Linked DNA regions of Gossypium hirsutum: region 1 is linked to region 2. The links are chromatin contacts, called in public Hi-C maps. All regions are on one chromosome and are shown on one strand. Each heading gives the region's core, a stretch centred on a gene start, on an enhancer-like site or on the middle of the called end of the contact. The rest is flanking DNA. Distances are from core to core; before and after follow the strand shown. Region 1 holds the start of LOC107927585. Region 2 holds the start of LOC107915101 (histidine protein methyltransferase 1 homolog).

Region 1 (6,982 bases), core at 2,040-4,539, 530 kb after region 2:
CCCACAACAATCAAAGTCTTGTGTGATAAACCGAGATAGATGACGTACCTTGAACGTGTGTAACAATCTCTCGATGCAAGAAATAAATCCGAGATCCATCCACCTTATCAAATCGCTCCTTCAAATCAGACTACACAAGGGCCGCACTGGATGCAAAAACTATCCCAGCAGAAAGCTCTTGGCTGACAGAATTCAAGATCCAAGATAACACCAAAGCATTACAATGTTCCCATTGTGGTTGTAAAGCCACTATAGTATCTTCAAACAAACAAGAATCATCAATAAAACCAACTTTGTTCTTAGCAAGCAAAGCTATACGCATTGAACGACTCCATATATTATAATTTTCAACTCCAGTGAGTTGATGCGAAACCAATAAAGTCCCTGGAGCATCGGAGGGATGTAGATATAGGGGATGAGAAAGATCAATCTGCATTGTGCTTAGACTCACCATGTTGCACAAAAGAAAACAAAACCAAAAATGGAGAAGAAGAAAAAAAACTCACAGAACCAAAGGAAGTAGCCAGAAACGATGATCAGAGGCAAGAAAGAACGAAAGGAAGCAGTAAATCAGAGGAAATAACTGGCAATCTGATACCATGTTGAAATACTGGAAAAATCATATTTCTTATTCACCTAATGTACTGTACTTATACTTAATAATTAACTCACTTCCTAACAGTAAAAAACTAATTAGTTAAATGCTAACTAACTAGCTAACTAATCCTTTTAACAATTAATAGCAGAATTTGTCCGATTTAAGCCAACAATATAAGGACTAAAAAACTTGACCCTTAAAATCTTTTGCCAAACCATACATTCAAACAAAAAAAATCCCCCACAAGCACCCCTGTCTAAATTATCCAAAGTTTTTTCTGCTGTAAAAGACCCTTCTTCCCCAGAATATCAGTTGTTTCCCTGGTTCCACTTCCTATGCATTAGCATAGTAATTGTCCTGAACAAAGCAAACGAGCTCAGATTAGCCTCTTCACAGTTCAGCAGCACAAACCGATTTCATAATTTCATTATCTATAATACTTGACACCTAAGTTCATCTAATATAAACAAGGTCCCGAGTATATAAATCACATACAAGAAAACCAGGGAATGAAATTAACATCATCCCAATTCGACATACAATTCTACAGAAAATTTTAACTGTCAAACTTTACAGAACATATCACAAATAGGAATCCAGTTCACAGCTTTAAAGAAAGATTATTGTCCGCTATACTAGATGTGGTTGAGTGAGACTTTGGCATAACACCACAATTAACCTCCTCCACGGGCTTTGACAGAAAATGAGCTTAACCCAGAAAGTAAAATCTGCATAGGTGTAGCACCAAATATGTTAATGCTAACTATTTTCTCAAAAACACACTAGAAATTACAAGTAATGTTTTCTAATATATTCCTAAACCATGCAGCCAAATAATAAGCATTTTAAGGAATGAGAGAATCAAGCAGCCACCTACTGGGGTTGTCGGTCGAGACCTGCCAATGGCTTCAAATTTTGTGTTCAAGTGTTGAGGATTTTCCCACAATATTCTCATTGGTGCAGTGGGCTCCATTGGCAGGAAACAGCCATCCCAGTGAAGAAAGGTGGAGTTTCCGATTACAGCTACTGACAAGATAGAGTTTCCAATATTTTTCACTCAAAATTTAGCTTTTCAACATTACTGTCAGCAAAAGTCTCACTTACTTCAGAGGTCTGAGAAGAAAACATGTGGAAAAAGATCACTGGTGCAAAGTGAAACTTTACATATAACATTTATTTCTTTCATCATTAATGTTTAAAGTACATCTACGAAATTGAAAATAGACCTTAACAATCAATGTAGTTTCCAAAAAATTTTAACTCATCAAAGCAACACAACCGGCTACAAACAAAAAGATTCAGATTAGAAAGTGATGATAAAGCATTTCAAATCAAGATTGATTTATCGGATCGTAAGACCAAATCCAAAAATAAGGTGGCAGTGTATATATCTGCAGAAATGCCCTTAAAGACCATTTCCATAAGTTGCGTTGCCTTTGAGATATAGTTGTTTTGAAGAGACCCTTGGATCATGACATTATAACAACAACTATCAAGCAAACAATCATTATCTCCGATGCTCCTAAACAACTAGTATACTTCATCTGGCAATCCCTCTTTGCAAAATCCATTAATTATTATAGCATATGTGTAAACATCAGGCTTTAAACCATAGACAGATATTTTATGAAATAATTCCTTTCCAACTTCAATATGCCTAGATTTGCACAAGCCACCAATTAGGATATTATAACAGACAATATTGAGTTCCAACTTGCTGTTCCGCATTGCTCGAAAAGTTCCAAAGCCTCTTTGACTTTATCACTTTTGCATAAACCATTCAACAAATTTAAACAGGTCACTACATTTGGAACTTGTCCAAAAGCAAGCATCTTCCTCAAAAGTTCACGTGCGGATGAAACTCTCCCTATTTGACACATACCTTGCGTAAGAGTGTTGTATGTGAGAGTATCTGCAATTGGTCCTTTTTGGAATATTTCGTGAAAGAGTTCCATTGTTTCTTCTATCCTTCTAGCTTCGCGATCTCCATTGATCATGATGTTGTAACTAGATATATCAGGTGCACAACCCTTCTTGATCATCAAGTGAAATACTTTTCTAGCTTTATCCATCCTGTTTTGCAAGCAATGACCGTTAATTAATGCATTATACGTAACAACATCACGCTCAATGACTTGTTTTATCATTGTGTCAACGATATCTATGGCTATACATCGACAGAACAATGGCATGATGTTTCATTCTAAAAATGGCTCCTAATAATTAGTTGAATTCCACAACTTAGGGCCTTGGGTACTTGTTAATCATCTCATTTAACAAAGTAAAAGCATCATCAATATTATCAAAGCCATCATAGTTTTTTCAGTTTCCCTTACAGACATGGAATTGTTAGTGAAAGGTTGGATGTGGGTAGCAATGGTTTTAGAAGAAGAAGAAGAAATAGAAGAGCAGAAATTAGAAAGATGTTTTCCAGAATTAACAACAGAATGAAGAAGTAAGGGAGGATTAAGCTTACCCATATCTTGAAATTAAGCAAAATGGGAAAGCAAGAAAGTAGAAGTGGCGGCACAACCAGAACAAGGTAGGTTTGCTACTCAAATTTAGAACTCTAGGGTGGTTACGGTTCGGGTTGAACTCGGTCTGAAGATGGTTTGATTGAGAAGCATTGGTGAAATGAAAGGGCTTTTAACTATCCAATATTTGAAGGGATTTCATAATCTGGAGGTTTCCTAAATCCATGTGGCATTCTTTTGGGTGTGTGTTTTGACAAACTTACCCGTACAACCCAACCAAAAGGCTTAATTCAGGATTTTGCCCCAAATATATCCATTTTTTTCACTTTAGTACTTAAACTATTTTTTGTCCTAATTTAGTACTTAAAGTATCCAACGGGGAAGGAAGCTTAGTTTCTCATTTGTTCACTTGTGTCACGGGGCTAGATCTTTCATCTTGCGATCCGTTCGTTCCAAACTCACCTAAGTCTACATAACCACTGCACCAATTTGTATAGCAAAACCAATCATGCCAAAATAAGCCACAAAAGAACAACAGAAAGCCACAGAAAAGAATGCACAAAATGTGTTTGAGTCTCAATATTCTATTATTCACAAAGAATAAAGAAACTATAGATGAATGAAGTGATTTACAAGTGAGGAGAGGCTCTCTATTTATAGTTGAGTACCCTAAAATTGACAGTCTAGATCAAGTTACATCGACAGATGAGATTAGCGTATCCCTTAATTTTAGTAGCGATTTACAATATTACAAAATATCAAATCAAATCTAATCATATGATTCTTATCAATCTTCTAAGATTAGTCCCTATATTTACTAAAAATAGCCTATGTTGTCATATCTTCATTATTGGGCCACCCAGACTTCAATTTGACATGCTTCTCCAACATTTTTGAAATTGAGCTAGTTCTTGTGGGGTAAATAGTCTCCATCTAATTGATAGACCTCTATGAGATGCATCTTGTGCCATGGTCACGGGCTTTACACTTTGGCCTGTGTCACTTAGGCCAACAAAAACAAAGAACCCATGTTTGCTATTTTGTTAAAGATGACGTTATGTGGACTAAATCAAGTTTTATATCTCTCTCCGTTTCTTTTAATCTGATAAAGTGGTGATGAAATTTTAAGCCAATAATAATGAACTTGTAATGCAAGTGTTATGTTAGATAAAATTGGAAACATTTTTGTTGGATGAAAATGCTGCGACAATGCTTTTGCCACTTTTAGTAGGTGTATTTATCATATTGGAAGATAATGACTCAAAACTTATGCTACAGAGATTCTGAGTGGTGAAATAAGAAAGCAGCACCAAAAGCAAAATATATCTCTTAAGGAATAGTGGTGGGATAGTAGAGATAAGCAAGCAGGGCACTAAGTCTCTTATCTCTTAAGGAATAGTGGTGGGATAGTAGAGATAAGCAAGCAGGGCACTAAGTCTCTTTCCATTTGCATCTATGCACAAGGCTGATATAGCAGAGGAACATTGAGCCTTCTTATGCAAACAATCTGTTGCTTCTCATTGATACCTACTAAGAAAAGGAATGGTGGCATAAGGAATTATGTCTTAGGAGATCACATTTGGAGAGTTCAGGATTGCATTCTCCTTTCGGTGGAAAGAGAAAGTGGTTTTGATTACAACATCATACTGATGGCAGGGCAATTTGTTTTAACATTTATCAACTGGTTCATGCCCACGACCTTTTAAGTTTTCATTTCTTCCATTCTAACTTCATCATGCTATGATTACGATTGTGTTATAGGGAGCATATTTTTGAAGAAATAATAAGTATCTACAAAATGTAGCTTATCTGTGGAAATTTGGTGGTACCAAAATTATAGAATAAAGTTTTGAAGACTAAAATATACTCCCAAGTCCCTACACCTTTAGTACATTAGGAATTTAGTCTTTTTTTTATTCTCAATATTTTAGTTAAAAGCCCTGTTGCTATCACCATTTACTTCTATTAAATTTCCTGGCATTTATTTCTTCTAATAAAAGAATCATGATAATTCTGAAAATAATGATTACTTTAAACAAACTACACTTAGGAAACTTGGCGACATTGTATGCTACCCATGGTTTGCCTTCTTTTGTCAGTGCTTGATGCAGTAGGTTGCTTACCTTGGTGAATTAGCCAGCCATATAGAGCGATGTTCTCGCTCCCTTCATTTGCTTTACGGAAAAGACATCTTCTGGTGGATGCTTCTTCTGGTGCAATTCCAACCGTTTTTCATTTTCTTCGCAGTGGTAGGCATAATGATACCAATAGGAAATCTGGAGTTACAAAAGAGAGCAGCTGAAGCCAATATTATCCCGATGTTAGTTCAACTGCTGGATTCCAGAATAACCTTGACCAAAAACGATAAGGCCGCTTCTCTGTATTGTTTTTCACAGAGTTCACATCAGCTAAACCAGCAATCAGTACCAAAGCAGAAGGGGTTCTGGTTCTTGTCAGCTCCACCAGAGACCGGTTGCTAGGTTCATGTAGGAATCTGTTCTGTTGAATCATCGTTTTGCCTTGTTGAGACTGATGAGGAGAGATCAGTTGCAAGGGTTCTTGTTTGAAGCATCTTGAGCAAAAAGCTCTACATACTTTGGAAAGGAATTTCCAGATGCCTGAGATCAAGCAGAAGCGTGTTTCATCTGCTCAGACGACTCTAGTGGATTTAACTCAATGAGGCTATAGTAGTATGAAGTCTCCTTCAGCTAGAATACGTACTCACTTGAATGGGCTTTATGGCCAGTCTACTTATTTGTAGAGAATTCAATGGCTATAGTAGTACCAAATTTGTGCTTTTTCTATTTCGGAGAAGAGATTTTTCGAGTGGCAGATATTAAAAGCAGACCGTTGGTAATATAGCTTGGAATTGAATTGTTTCCTTATAACCTCTGTGGTTAGTTTTTCCTTTCCCATTGTCAAGTAAATACTTTACCTTTAGCTTCTGTGATTCTCCTCTATTGGATAAACAGTTGAGAAAATTCTAAACTGATGGTCTTGAATTCATCAGCTTAATAACCAAAGAGTGAATGTTTAGCACGCCTCTTTGTTCGTGACGGATGGAAATCTGAAAGATGAAACCAATGGCTTCCATTTCCTGCCATGCATTCAGCAAAAGTTGATTAGTAGTTTTAGCTTTGAACACAAAGTCTGAAGCATGAAACTATAACGACATCTCATCGGGAAGTGTGACAGGTATTGAGATCAAAACCACCAATAATGGAACACCACCAATGATCAAACATATTTGCCCAGAGTGGAACATAGGGTATAAGGCAATGGAGTCCAAATGAGACTGACATGGCAACGTTAGCAGGCTGCTGTTCATGGAATTGAACATTTCGACAGCTACTAATACCGATAGTGTTGCCTTCACTCCTAAAGATGTTTCTCTAGTAGGCCATACACTAAGAATTCAACTAATCTATCAAAACTAAAGCCAATTTATTATGAAGTTGATAGGCAAATGACAAAGAACGAAGAAAAAACTCAGTACAATGTTTTCATAACATACTTAATAAGAAAAACAATGACGGTGCTAGCACCAAGCTTGAGTTGGATGGCAATTCTCCCAAACAAACACTCTTTCATGGACTGAAAACCAGACCCTGAAACCCTGTCCAGTGACATAGAAAAGAGCTTCCCACAATTGAAAACATTACCCCTTTTGCCACCCCAGGTGAAGTCAAAATCCTTATCGCCTCTCATTGAGCAAATATCCAGTTCTCGTTTCTTATGACAAGTTGTTTGACTTGAAAATCGAATCATTATCTGTTCAAGAATAGTTGAAAGTCAGTCGTCCTTTGTAATGATGCTGAAATCATAGTCATCTTTCAACAACACTTTGTTAATACAATAAAATACAATCATCAATGTTATAATTTCAATCTGTCCGGTAATGAAGAAAAAA
Region 2 (6,665 bases), core at 143-2,642:
CGGGGAGTTATTGAAAAATGTATTGATGACACGCGAAGTGCTTTTGTGCCAGGACGATTAATATCAGATAACGTGCTGTTGGCATATGAAGTATTGCATAAGTTAAATACAAAGAGATCGGGAAAGAAAGGGTATATGGCCATTAAGCTAGACATAAGCAAGGCATACGATAGAGTTGAATGGATTTTTATAAAGGAAATTATGCTACGGATAGAGTTTGATACGAATTAGGTCGATGCTATTATGAAATGTGTATCAAGGGTCTCTTATCTAGTAGTTATAAATGGGCATATTGGGGATAAATTTTTCCCAACCAGAAGCCTTAGACAAGGTGATCCGCTAGCCCATTTTTATTTCTCTTATGTGGGGAAGGCCTATCGAGTCTACTAAGACTAGCAATGAATAGCGGGCTCTTCAAGTGCGTTAGGGTTAGTAGAAGCGGGCCACAGGTATCACATCTTTTGTTTGCTGATGATTGTATTTTATTTGGGGAGGCAACAAGTAAGGATGCAACTTTATTCAAGGACATTCTACGGGAGTATAAATTTTGTTCGGGTCAATGTGTTAATTTTAAAAAATCAACAATTTTTTCAATAAGAATACCTCAAAAAAAGACAGGTGATTGGTTAGTAATTTACTGGGTGTCCACAGTTCAAACGAACCAGAGCGTTACCTTGGGTTGCCGAGCATGGTCCGTAGGAGGAAAAAGGAATCTTTTCAAAATTTGAAGGACCAATTTCGAAAACGTATTGATAATTGGAGCAATCTATTTTTATCTCAAGGGGGAAAGGAAGTACTTGTGAAGGCCATTCTACATGCGATACCTATTTACACGATGACTTATTTTTTATTGCCTAAGACCCTATGTGATGAGTTTGAAAGTATTGTTGCACGATTCTGGTGGCAGAAGGGCCATGGAAAAAAGGGTATTCATTGGTGTACTTGGAAAAGCCTTTGTGATTTAAAAGAAAACGGTGGTTTAGGTTTTAAAATTTTTGGTCAATTTAATATTGCGTTGCTAGCAAAACAGGGCTGGCGCATTATTCAGTATCAAAATTCTTTATTAGCACGAGTTTTAAATGCTAAATATTTTCCAAACTCAAATTTTCAAAATGTAGAGTTGGGCAATTTACCTTCCCTTACCTGGAAGAGTATTTGGACAGCAAGGGGACTTCTCTAAAAAGGGCTGAGCTAAAGAGTGGGCAGAGGAGATAAAATCTCTATATGGGAAGATAGCTGGATTCCGGGGATTGACACAATTGATGAATATAGCAGTCATAACAATGAGGATTCACAGTTAGTTTCAGAGCTTATTGATAGCGCAAATAGGAAGTGGAGAACAAATTTGATTAATCGTACCTTCTGAGAGGTAGTTGCTAAAAAAATTTTGCAGATCCCTCTCACAGAGACCGATCATGAGGACACGCAAGTTTGGAAAGGAGAGTTATATGGTGAGTTCTCGGTACGCAGTGCCTATAAACTATTACATAATGCTAGCTCGGATCCTAGGCATTATTTATTACAGACCGAAATGAAAGAATTTTACAAGGAGCTATGGGGCCTACAGCTACCCCCTAAAATTGCAATCACTATTTGGAAAATCTCTTGGGATTTTATTCCGAATTTTGCTAATCTCCGGTACAGAAGAGTAATTTCTAATGATAGATGCCCCCGAGGTTGTTCTTGGTTAGAAGACAGCCTCTATATCTTCCGTGACTTCCCTGTAACAATAGAGGTCTTGGGAATAGTACACTTATATTGGGTGGTTAATAATATGAACCAAAGTATATGGGAGTGGCTAACCTAGGTTTTCAAGAGAGGTAACGACATCCAATGTAGACTTTTTTGTTATGCTTTATGGCTCATATGGTTCTCTAGAAATCAGTTCGTACATGAAAGGAAAAACACAACAAGTAGCGAGTTAGTGCAAAACATACAGAGGTCTCTGGCTAAATATAAAGTGGTAAGAGAAATGAAGAGACCTGTAAATATGAATAGACACTTAAGAGCCCAAGAAGACATACCGAGAACGACGGTCTATTGCGATGCAGCGTTCGATAGTAGCAGTTCTACATCTGCAACGGGTCTGGTGGTTCAGGATCTGACGGGGAGCCTCATGGCCTTAAAGTCCACCATCCACAACAGTATCTCCTCCCCATTTGCAGCAGAAGCATATGCATGTTTAGGGTATAAAATTAGGGATCTCACTAGGTTTACAATCGGTAAAAATCATGGGAGACTCTAAAACAGTTATTAAGAAATGCCAAACGACTTCACCTGATAAATCAGCGATTGGAGCCATTATCAACGACATCCAAAACAAAAAACGGTGTTTTCAAGAGATTATTTTTCAGCATATTTACAGATCAGGGAACATACAAGCACATAGAATAGCAAAAACTGCTCTTGCTAGAAGGGAGTCTACTTACCTGATAGGAGAAGAACTGAATCGACATGACTTTGCTTCAGATAGGTACTGGTCAAGGAACCCAGACTGAAGAGTTTTTTAAGGGAAACCGATTATCAATAGAGAGTAGCAAGTATAGCTTATCTTTTTGGAATCTGCTAGTGACAAGAACGGATTGGACTTTGGAAATGATAGCTAAGGAGCATTAATGGTATCCAGCCGTTTCGCATTAACTGGGGTAGTTTTTTTTAGGTTTTCCTTTTTTCATTTTAATTTTATTTTATTACCTTTCTGATTATCCATTAAGTTGCGTTTTATTGCTGGTTGCATTATCAGATCAGCTAGTGAGGTCGATTTTTTGTTTTCTTTAGTTTTATTGCTGTAATGGGCTTGGGTCTAAGGATCTCTTGGATCTCAAGTTCTTTTTCTTCTTTCCTTTCAATAAAATACCCGGTCATTTTAATATAAAAAAAAAAATTTATTGATACTGTACCAAATATTATTCCTATATAAAATTTTATTATACCCCATTTCATGAAAATGGCATGAAAAGAATTCATGTCATGAAAATCAACTTATGGCAAGAAAAATGAGAAAAAAAAAGGTTATCTAATTTTGTAAAATCTAACTTACACAAGAAAGCTTTTGTAAAATATTTTATGAAGAAACAAGGAAAATTTAGACTGACTTATAAAAAAGATTACATTAATCAAATAGGATAAATATTTTTGATAGCAATCAAAGCGACCCCTAATGTGTCATTTATGGCATCCACATGCAACAACCATTATAAGTCCCTTTCAAGTGTCGGCAGGAATTACCACGTCATCGGCCAAACTTCACCTTAAAAGCACCTTGTCAATGCCATTTTCCCTTTTCGGTCAAAAGTTGAGTGTGGACTAATGCTTATTTCACCATTTATTTGATTATAATGTGGAATCAAACGCCTCCCACCTATCAGCTCCCACATATTCAAACCATATGAAAAATCTTAAAATGATTTAGCATACTGGTATCTGACAAGAACATTGTTCAATAGTCAGTTCATGTATTCTGTTTGCCCAATTGGAAAAATTCATCTGATGATGAAGGATTCAGAGTTTTCTTTCCTTCAATTTTGTTAATAAAGAAAAACTGAAACCCCAAAAGCAAAAAAGCAAAAAAAATTAAAAGACCAAATTTCAAGATCATGGAGACATTCAATGCTTCCCCCATCACTACAAAATTATACTCTTAAAATACACAAGTACAATCATTGAGATAGAATGAGATGAAAGGGTATATCTATATCTATATTCACTTCAGCTAATGGAAAAAAAGAAAATTTACTTAATTATTTATGCAACCATTTTTTTTTAAAAAAAATTAGGCTTTCTTCTGTCCTAAAAAAAACCATTACGAATGAATTTCTAGTGTAGTAAATTCAACTGCCATTACCATTACCATAAGTAGAAAATGTATACTTATAATCATCCCCATCGGCAAATCCAATACTAGGATCCTTCCCTTCTCTTATCATAACCCTAAGACTCTCTATTCTATCAAGAATTCCCTTAACTGCTAAATCAAATGCATCCTCAAGAGTCTCCGATCGAGATCTCGAACTTGTGTAAACCACTCTCGGAATGAGCTTTATAACCTCCTCCCTCAACCTCAATATTCTGTCTTCTGGCATCCGAAGCAATGTTTCATTGAGGTTGATTTTCCACTCACTTAAATCCTTTACTGGTAGATACACCGAGTATGCAGTATAATTCTTTGGTAAATGCCATATGTATTGAGCATATGCTGTACCTGGATGGAAAAACACCGGAATGCACCCTGCTAAAATAGAGTCGAAAATCGATCTCCTTGTGTAAGAATCCCCTGGGGGCTGCAAGCAAAAGATTGAGCTCTGAAACACCTTCATCACATTAACCGGGTTATCACAGTTTGTAGCACCATAATTACAATCCAGCAACTTGCACTGGCTCTTTGAAGCTAAGCATTGATCGATAATCTTGCCCCGGATCGAATTCTGATATTCAGGCCTAGGGGCACCAGCAAAGGAGAAAAGATACTGCCGGTTTTGCCTTCTCATTCGATCCTGCCACTGGAAAATCTCACTGTCCTTTGAAGGATGGAAACATGTTGGATATGGAATTGCATAATCATTGTTCCAGGAGCTCGATTCAATCGACAACATCGACATGTTCTTGGATTCAGGCAAGAACCGAAGCTTGCTGCCCCAATCGGTTTCGTTATCGCTTTGTCTTCGGAAATCCCAAGCAATCCTCCCAGCAACTAAGAAATGATCCCTACCCCACATTCTTTTCCATTCAGGCTTCTCTGATAGCCACTTTACAAGGCCAAGAGATGCAGAATCTCTCACAGTAGTGTTGAAACCCCATAGATACAAGCTCATATCAAGACCAGCATAAAAGGGTACGTAAATAGCCGATGCAATCGACGAGTCATTGGTTAAACATTCATACCTTTTCATCTTATTGTGAAAGATGACTTCCAACAAGAACTGATTCGTTAAAAACCAGCTATTGTTCATCAAGACATCTTCAGGGTTCTCAATTTCAGGACCAAAACCCAAGTTGTCCAAGTATGGACACATGTTTTTATCAGTTCCCCTAGTGAGCAACCGACAATTGTTAACCAAATCCTCATTAAATCTACTGGGAAGATCATGAACAAATATATATCTACCCACACAAGAATCGATCTCAGTTCCCACTTTCAAATCTCCCTTTTCATCAGTTTTGGGCAATGGAGAGACGCTAGCATTGGTAATTTCAGTGAAACCATGAGGTAAAGAACTTTGGGTATTGATTACATTTCCATGATTATCATCCAAAACAGTGACGAGGGCAGATTTTTTAGCAGTTAAACCAGAGTAATCAAAGGAAAATAGCTCAATACAGAAAACGAAAAAGACAAGTAAGACAAACCAGGGCTGATGGTTGCAGCATTTTGAAGTGATGGGGTTTTCCATCTTCAGTAAAGAGGCTTTACTTTCTTTCCTCTGAAACTGCTTGGAAACTAGAGCTGGAAACAGGGAGGAAATTGGGGAATGCTTTGAGAAGTCCAGTAAAAAGAAAAGAAAAGAAAGCAAGTGAGAAGCAGTGGATTGTTTAGTGAAGAGCTTGTTTCCTTGATCTGGGGCTTGAGGGAGGGGAGAGAGGCTTGATTTATGGTGAAACTGAAAGGGAACCCATTGACATTAAATGCTTGCATTGGTCGTTGGACAAAGGGAGCTTCGACGTCTGGATTCGTGCCCAAAAGTATGGACTGGTGGTGCGACCGCCCGGTCCGTTACTTTGTCGGGTGGGTCACCACTCTTTTGTTTTCTCTCACCGTATCTTCAAAGGGAATTGCAATGATAATGAATTAGACGGGTTAAACCCTTGAATGATTTTTCCAATCCATTTATATTTAGTTAAAATATGACTATAGTCCCTGCCCTTTTTAAAAATTAGTAATTTAGTCCTTATACTTGTATTTCCAGGAATTTAGTCTTTGTACTTTTTATATTTCAAAATTTATGTTGAATTGTTAATACTGTTAATTTTTTTGTTAAATTCAGGTTAATTATAATATTTTTTTTAATTACATGACTAGCAAGTGAGTAGTTTTTTTTTATTTCAAAATATTACAACAACCAATTTAACCAAAAAAATACTAACAGTGTTAATAGTTAGATCTGAATTTTGAAATATGAAAAGTAAATGCACTAAATTCCTTGAAATACAAGTACAAGGACTAAATTTCTAATTTTTAAAAACTATAAGGACTATATCACATTTAACCTTTATATTTTGATTAGAGATTTTCTTTTCAACCTGGTTCTAAAGGTGAGGTGGCTCACATTGTAAAAGATGTTAAGAGGTTGTATTAGAGTACAGGTTATATGTATGTCTTCTCTTTTGATTTTCGAAGAGGTGGCATTTATAGGTCAATAAAGACTTGAGGTGAGTCCCATTTGCAACGACCTGATTTTCGTCGTTGTTGGACAAGTTAGTTTTGAGACTGAATTTGTTAAATTAATTTGTTTGAAAAGTTAAACTAAAAAGTCCACAAGTCGAATATGAGATTGAAAAGTGGGAGAGATAAAATAAGAAAAGGGCTTAGTTTATTTTATTTTTCTTATTTTCCAAAGACATTGAATAATTTTTATTTCTTCTTCATTTTCAGCTCAAAATTCACAAGGTAAACATGTTCTTTTTGTTGAATTTTTATGGATTCATATTAATCCAAGCTTAATTCAGTT

Evidence for each region. A called contact is a pair of places that touch in the nucleus more often than the background predicts.
Region 1: a contact with region 2 is called in a Hi-C map of leaf, with 2.0 times the contacts expected there. The contact joins the promoter of LOC107927585 here to the promoter of LOC107915101 in region 2. A contact is called at or near these places in 6 of 34 Hi-C or Micro-C datasets (hypocotyl, leaf and petal).

Annotation. Positions count from the first base shown.
Region 1 is chrA10:73,249,996-73,256,977 of Gossypium_hirsutum_v2.1, forward strand. LOC107927585 reads right to left here and starts at 3,290. Exons shown (of 3, transcript XM_016858684.2): 1 at 3,075-3,290; 2 at 2,481-2,671; 3 at 1-955.
Region 2 is chrA10:72,716,924-72,723,588 of Gossypium_hirsutum_v2.1, forward strand. LOC107915101 (histidine protein methyltransferase 1 homolog) reads right to left here and starts at 1,393. Exons shown (of 11, transcript XM_041079182.1): 1 at 1,360-1,393; 2 at 1,134-1,236. It overlaps LOC107915100 (probable xyloglucan galactosyltransferase GT14), which reads right to left and starts at 5,803. Exons shown (of 4, transcript XM_041079179.1): 1 at 2,430-5,803; 2 at 2,025-2,277; 3 at 1,804-1,874; 4 at 1,334-1,721. The coding sequence starts at 5,390. The coding sequence ends at 3,831.